Regions from separate parts of the Zea mays genome. Here region 1 is linked to region 2. A link is a contact called in public Hi-C data. All regions are on one chromosome and are shown on one strand. Each heading gives the region's core, a stretch centred on a gene start, on an enhancer-like site or on the middle of the called end of the contact. The rest is flanking DNA. Distances are from core to core; before and after follow the strand shown. Region 1 holds the start of LOC100284614 (BCAS2 protein). Region 2 holds the start of LOC100278893.

Region 1 (3,321 bases), core at 15-2,514, 340 kb before region 2:
AGGCATACATATACGTGTGAGCATGAGGAAAGTTATGAAGAAAATATTTGTAGGGACTTCAAAAATGATTCTGAAGGTATTTCTCAGGAAGAAAATACTTGGAGATATATCGGTGGAATATTTGGGCAGTATTTCTGAAAGAGTTTGAGGGTGATCACCGGGGAAATATTTGTAGGATATTTTGAGGAGGATTTTAGAGACAATATAGACCACTATATTTTATTTGATGATATCAACTTGCAAACAAACATTTTAAAATGAAATTTGAAATTCATTTTGAATTTAGAGCAAGTTTGAGAAAATTCCAAGATTTGAATTTTTGGGATGCTACATGCATATATGTTTACACATTAGGTTGATAATGCCTTGTATCATATGCTTTTGGTTCACTCAGCTTTTCCAAAAGGTAGGGTTCATGTGTTGAGCACCATATGTGCCCCCTGGAGAGGTCAAATGGTCTGACTTTGTAGCTGGACATTCGGGCCGCGAATGGTCCGCTCATAGACACAGATGATCCATGGTTAGGTTAGATGAGGCGGATAAGCCCTTTTTCCGTGCGTGTTTATCCATTTAAAACCGTGGATTCTGTTGGCGAACGCGTAGGAATGAGTCTAGACATCCCTTATATTTATGAAGGTATACGATCGATTGTAGACACTAACAATCGAATCAAATCAATATATCTTCCGTTCCTTTACTTTTTGCCCTAGAAGTAGCCAGTAACGTAGTCTTATTTATCTCAATCCTCACATCTCTTTGACTCTACGTCATCTGAAGGCATCTTAGGTGGCCTGCCGACCCCAAGATAAACCCTAGTATCAGTCCTCTCTGACGGGTCCCTCCCAGTAGGCGAGGTCTAGGTGCTGTTAGCGAACGCCACGCTCCTGCGCACACGTGGATCGTCCGACTCGATGCAGCGAAACCTGCTCCTGCCGTCAGGTCGTGGACCGTCCGCACCGCCGCAGAGAGTCAAGCGAAACAAATCCCATTGATTAGCACTCAGATCTGTGCCAACAATTATATAATCAATGAGTTGAAACAAACCTGAAGTAAGTTAATGGATAGGTTTCAGTTTTAACGACAAATATACAATGGAGATATCAGATAGAAACGATGTGATGCATGGATATCTCGTTTCTAGCTTTCAACAAAAAAAGAATGTTCATTCACACCAGTTCAATGGTTCAATAGAGTGCTGACGGGTTCTCTCCCTAGAGAGAAAAAAAAAACAGTAGACACGGGCCTTTCGAACCGTGCTCAATCCAAAACGCCAAACGGCCCACGTGCGCCGCGTTTCCTCCATCTCCATCCGGCCATCCCACCTCCGCTTCCTCCTCCGCGCCGGCCTACGCGACTGCTTCCCTCTCTCTCTCGAGTCTCGACTCTCGACTGCGCCGCTACAGCCTGACGCGATGGCCTCGTCGGCGACGAGAGAGGTTCTCATGCTTGAGGCGCCTCCGCCGTCCGACCCCGCTGCGGGGCCCTGGCGCGCGGTGCCGGACGCGGAGGCCATTGACGCGCTGCCCTACATCGACGGCGACTACGGCGATGCGGCGGTGAAGCGGGAGGTCGATCGCCTCGTCGAGGAGGAGATGCGCCGAGGGAAGCGCAAGCCTGCAGACTTCCTCCGGGACCTGCCCCCTGTTCCCACCGCCGGATTCGAGGTACAGTTGCAGAGATTTCTTAGCCCCAAAGGTATATTGGGGAGTAGCTCGAACCCATTACGTTTTCTCCGCGGATGTTAGGGGCTTAGCATAAGGTTGCAGCTTCGTCGATGTTAGCAGGTGCGATCTGCGTTTAGGGTTCAAAGGAGGGTCGTGCGGGAGCTAGGGTTTGCAGTTGTAGAGGTCACAGTGAACCAAGTTAGCTGGATGGATTATAAATATATGTTTTCGTTATTTAGATTTTGTGGAGCTCTAAGGCTGAATCCAACCATTCCCCCTCTCAAATCCCCCTATTCACATTCTCTATTCATATTTAAATACCTCCCTCTTCCCTCTATTAAATTGGTTGGAGACCGCCTAAGTAAATTAACTTGGTTGGGTCAATGTATCTCTGCATTGTTTAGACTTTATAACTAATTAACTATTGCATATGAAATTGAAGTTTTAGTTGACAACCCCTTTACATTTTACCTGCGAACCATTTAGGGGGTGTTTGGTTTCTAGGGACTAATTTTTAGTCCCTACATTTTATTCCACTTTAGTTACAAAATTATCAAATATAGAAACTAAAACTCTATTTTAGTTTCTATATTTGTCAATTTATATACTAAAATGGAACAAAATGAAGGGACTAAACATTAGTCCCTAGAAACCAAACACCCCCTTAATTGGGTTGTATAATAGGTATAACATCTAACAGTCACAGTTTTGTGATCCGTTTCTGTAACAGTGCATGTTAAGCTGGGGCATCATGCTCTTGTAGTCTGTCTTTTGTTACAGTACTTTAGATGGACATCCTGCACAGATCAAGGATTTTTGTGCTAGATGTTTACTTCGGGCTCAGATAAAGGAATAATGCTCAGAAAAGGACCTGCTTATGCTTTTATTAGTTCGATGGATTGATTGATGTTTACTTCTGATGGATTTGAGGTTACACCTCATCTGGTCATGACACTGAGGTCTGAGGATCAAGCATTGACCATTTATGATGAAGTATGCATCTCTAATTGAAATTCAATATTGAAACATGACTTGGAAGTTTTTAACAGAATATTCTGTACTATTTAGTGAGCACTGTTATTAAACTTGGACCTTGTGAAGCTACTATCTTCTTTTTCATGTATTTCAATTCCATAGTCCATAGATATCTTAGATATACTTGATTTTTAACTATTGTGTCATATCAAAACCGGAACCTTGATCTGAATCAAGAAATCCGCAGGTTTTGACTGTTTGAAAATCTATGTGTGGTGTAATTAACGTAAAGTATGCTATCATTTTTTGTTTCAGAATCATCCTATGCTTTCTAAAGAATATGAACGTGTTAGGGCTGGCAAACCTCCTTTTATGCTAGATATGTCTCGCTATGGTTTGGAGCCACCTCCAATGAACAAGAGGAATGATGTTGGCGCTTGGAGGCAGGCTCTACGGAATGCTCAGAGCCAGTTGCAGCATCAAATTATAAGGTAAGTCAAGGTATTATTTTTGGTGCATCAGGGGTTATGTATTCACATTCTATAACATAGATGCCTATTTGCAGAACTGTGTGTCTATGTAGAAACTAAGTAAAGCATTTTTGTGACAGCTACAAGTTTATAGCTTGTATAATAATGAATATGGCTTGCACTGTTGTTTAGCGTGATGTGAAAAAAATCTT
Region 2 (3,129 bases), core at 280-2,779:
CCATGCCGCCGACACCACTTCGGGCAGTCAAGTGTGTGGGTTGGCCACACCGCCACACCACTGCCACACTGGGCACGCGGGCCCAGACCGCGCTAGGCAGACGAGCACTTGGGTCGCCACATTGTCACCTTGGGCAAGCACTGAAAGAGATGGGAGGGAGAGGAAAGAGAGAACAGGAAGATAAAAGAAGAGAGTTGCAATGACATGTGGGTCTCATGAACGTAAAGGGGATGGATTTTCTCAATTGCTATAGAAGCCCTCCCCTATAACATGGAATTCAGTTTTATCAATCCGCTATAGGGAATTTTAAGGGAAAAGGAAGCTTAACTAAAACATTACAGATTCTAAAGGTCTGTTTGTGAGCTATAAAAAAAGTTGTTGTGAGCTATGTGTTGGCAAAAGATTGTAAGTTTTTTGTTTTTTGGTTGAAACAACTATAAAACTTACACCGTCTCTTCATTTCCCTCGAAACAGCTATAAAATATTAAAAGTCTCACTATTTCCACCTATTTGGGAAAGTCGAAAGCCAAAATAAGGGTCCAAGAAGCGGTGAAAATTAAGTTACACGAAAGGAACTGCTTCTGGAAAAGCAGTTTCAGGTTCTAAACATTTGGTTGAGCTTCAGCTTCTCATTAGAAACACTTTCCAGAAGCTGAACCAAACACAGCCTAATATATGGTGCAAGGATCCACAGTTCAAAGCTATGTTCCAATCACAATCCAAAGTTATGGTGTAAGACGAAAATAATTACTCTAACCACCCAACAAGTATAACTCAAATCCACACTGCACACCAGCAACACAACCTAAAACTACGAACATAACATAGAAACACATCACTTCAGGATGCAAAAAACCAATAAACTGAAGCACCAAAAATAACTAGATGAGATGACAGGAGAGCAGACAGAGACATCATGACGGGGATGGGCTGCTCACAGGATGGATATCTAATGTTTTTGCTGGAAATTCCCCAATTTTGGCAGGAACAGAACTGTTTCCGATGAACCTTTGAAACAGGCCTATACTGTATCGACTACCGCGTTCAAGGCTAATAAAATAAAATGCTACAGAATCATATCAGAACTAGAGTCCAGCACAATCTGGCCTACAGCACTACAGAGTCTTTAACACGTCACCAGAAATCTTTTGTATGACCATTAGGGTTCATAGTTCAGAACTGGGACGGCTGGGCCGCACCGGAAAACGACGGCGGTACCTTCGTAGCGTGGAGTAGGCCTCGGCCCGGCGCTGTTGCACGGCGAGGAACCCGCGGAGCAGGCCCACCAACGCGGCAGCGCTACGCCGCTCGCCGCTGGTATCTGCATCCATAGCGGCCTCCTCGACAGTGGAGGCGGCCGGAGTCGGTTGGTCTTCGGCCATATGGTTCCCGATGCTCGGCTCCATCTCCGCCATGGCTTCTCTCCCTCACAAGTCACGAGGAGTCGCACTCCCCCCTCGTCTTCTATGTTGCTTCGCCTCAGCTCTCGACGGCGACGGCTCCTAGATCATGGAAAGACAGCTTCCGACAGCTGTTCAGAATGCAATCCAGTGTGCTACGAATTAAAGGCAAACAAAAAAATTATTTGTTGGTTTTTAGTGTTTGAATGTTGTATAGTTAATAGTTAGTGACTAAAATTGGCTAGAAACATCTAAGCACTCTAGCTAATATTTTAGCTACTAACTATTTTTAATAAATTATCTACTAGTTAACTAGCTATTTGTTAGCTAGCTAATTCTAATACCAATTTTTAGCTAGCTCTAGTGCATTCAAACACTCTTTTAAAGTATTTGAATGTACTAGATCTAATAGTTAATGACTAAAATTAGTTGAAGAAATCCAAACAACGTAGCTAATAGTTTAAGTATTAGCTATTTTAGTAAATTAGTTAATAGATAGCTGGCTATTTGTTAGCTATCTAATTCCACTAATAACTTTTTAGTCAACTAACTATTAGCTCTAGTGCATTCAAACACCGCTTATTTCTATCAAAAATCTAGAATCTCAGTAAAAATAAAAGGTCCGAAAGCAAAATAAATTCCTAAAAATATATCGCTAGTTTAATCTAGAATCTCTTTATATGCTATATTTTTCATATTTCTATATCTAAATTTTAAAAATATTACCTAGTTACCAATATTACATCGAACCATTTTATTTTCTATTCAAACATTCTCACTCAACTTGTCGGTCAGCTATTAGAACATGTCCTGTGTCCAGCAGAATATAGGGATCTCCACTGGTAAAGTATTAGAGATAGTCTTAGAGGGTGTTTAAATGCACTAGAACTAATAGTTAGTTGGCTAAAAAATTACTAGTTGAATTAGCTAACTAACTATTAACTAATTTATTAAAAATAGTTGAACTATTAGTTAGGGTGTTTAGATGTCTCCAACTAATTTTAACTACTAACTATTAGCTCTAGTGTATTTAAACACCCCTTACTTGACAACACCTTCTAACGGCGACCAGAATCGACACTATCCACATGTTTGGTTGGCTTCTCCCGGTAGCCCGACTGCATAAGCCAGGTCGGCGGGAGCCTGGCTCCAGAGATGCGAACAGTTTGCTCGCGTCTGCAGAGCCTGGCTCAAGATGCTTTAAGTATCGTGCGAGTCTGACTCCACATCTGTACGCAGGTAACCAAACACACACCTCGCATGCGTAGAGCCTGGTTGATAACAATCAAACACCAGCTTATTGCATCCTGCGATGCAAGCACCAGCAAATACAGGCAACCAAACACATGGTATGTTTCTGTGCCCGACTTAGAGGTTAATGACATGGATTATTTGTCCCTAAACCGTTGTACCTCTTTCTCAGCGACATTTCAACGTTGCTCATCGCCCAACATTCACATTGTTCGTTCATATATGTTGTTGCCCGCTTCAACACCTCTCCAGCCTACACTTTGATGCTTTGTGACTGCAAGACTACATCCCCATAAAAGACAATGATGCAACATCTATCGTTTTAGTTGTTGTCACCGTCATATATGTTACTCGTGTAGGGTCTTATGTATGCATTGGATTGGACATTGCTACAGACACGATGTTTGAACCTAGTGTTGTGGGAGTAGGACCCCGTGGCATGCGTACCGCCCCATTGCCGATGATGATATGCTGCCGA

The links. A called contact is a pair of places that touch in the nucleus more often than the background predicts.
Region 1: a Hi-C map of ear shows a contact between it and region 2, with 2.0 times the contacts expected there. The contact joins the promoter of LOC100284614 here to the promoter of LOC100278893 in region 2. A contact is called at or near these places in 3 of 25 Hi-C or Micro-C datasets (ear, leaf mesophyll and tassel).

The regions. Positions count from the first base shown.
Region 1 is chr3:40,107,559-40,110,879 of Zm-B73-REFERENCE-NAM-5.0, reverse strand. It overlaps LOC100284614 (BCAS2 protein), which reads left to right and starts at 1,264. Exons shown (of 7, transcript NM_001317967.1): 1 at 1,264-1,664; 2 at 2,955-3,130. The coding sequence starts at 1,413.
Region 2 is chr3:39,769,209-39,772,337 of Zm-B73-REFERENCE-NAM-5.0, reverse strand. LOC100278893 reads right to left here and starts at 1,529. Exons shown (of 4, transcript NM_001152022.1): 1 at 1,219-1,529. The coding sequence starts at 1,415.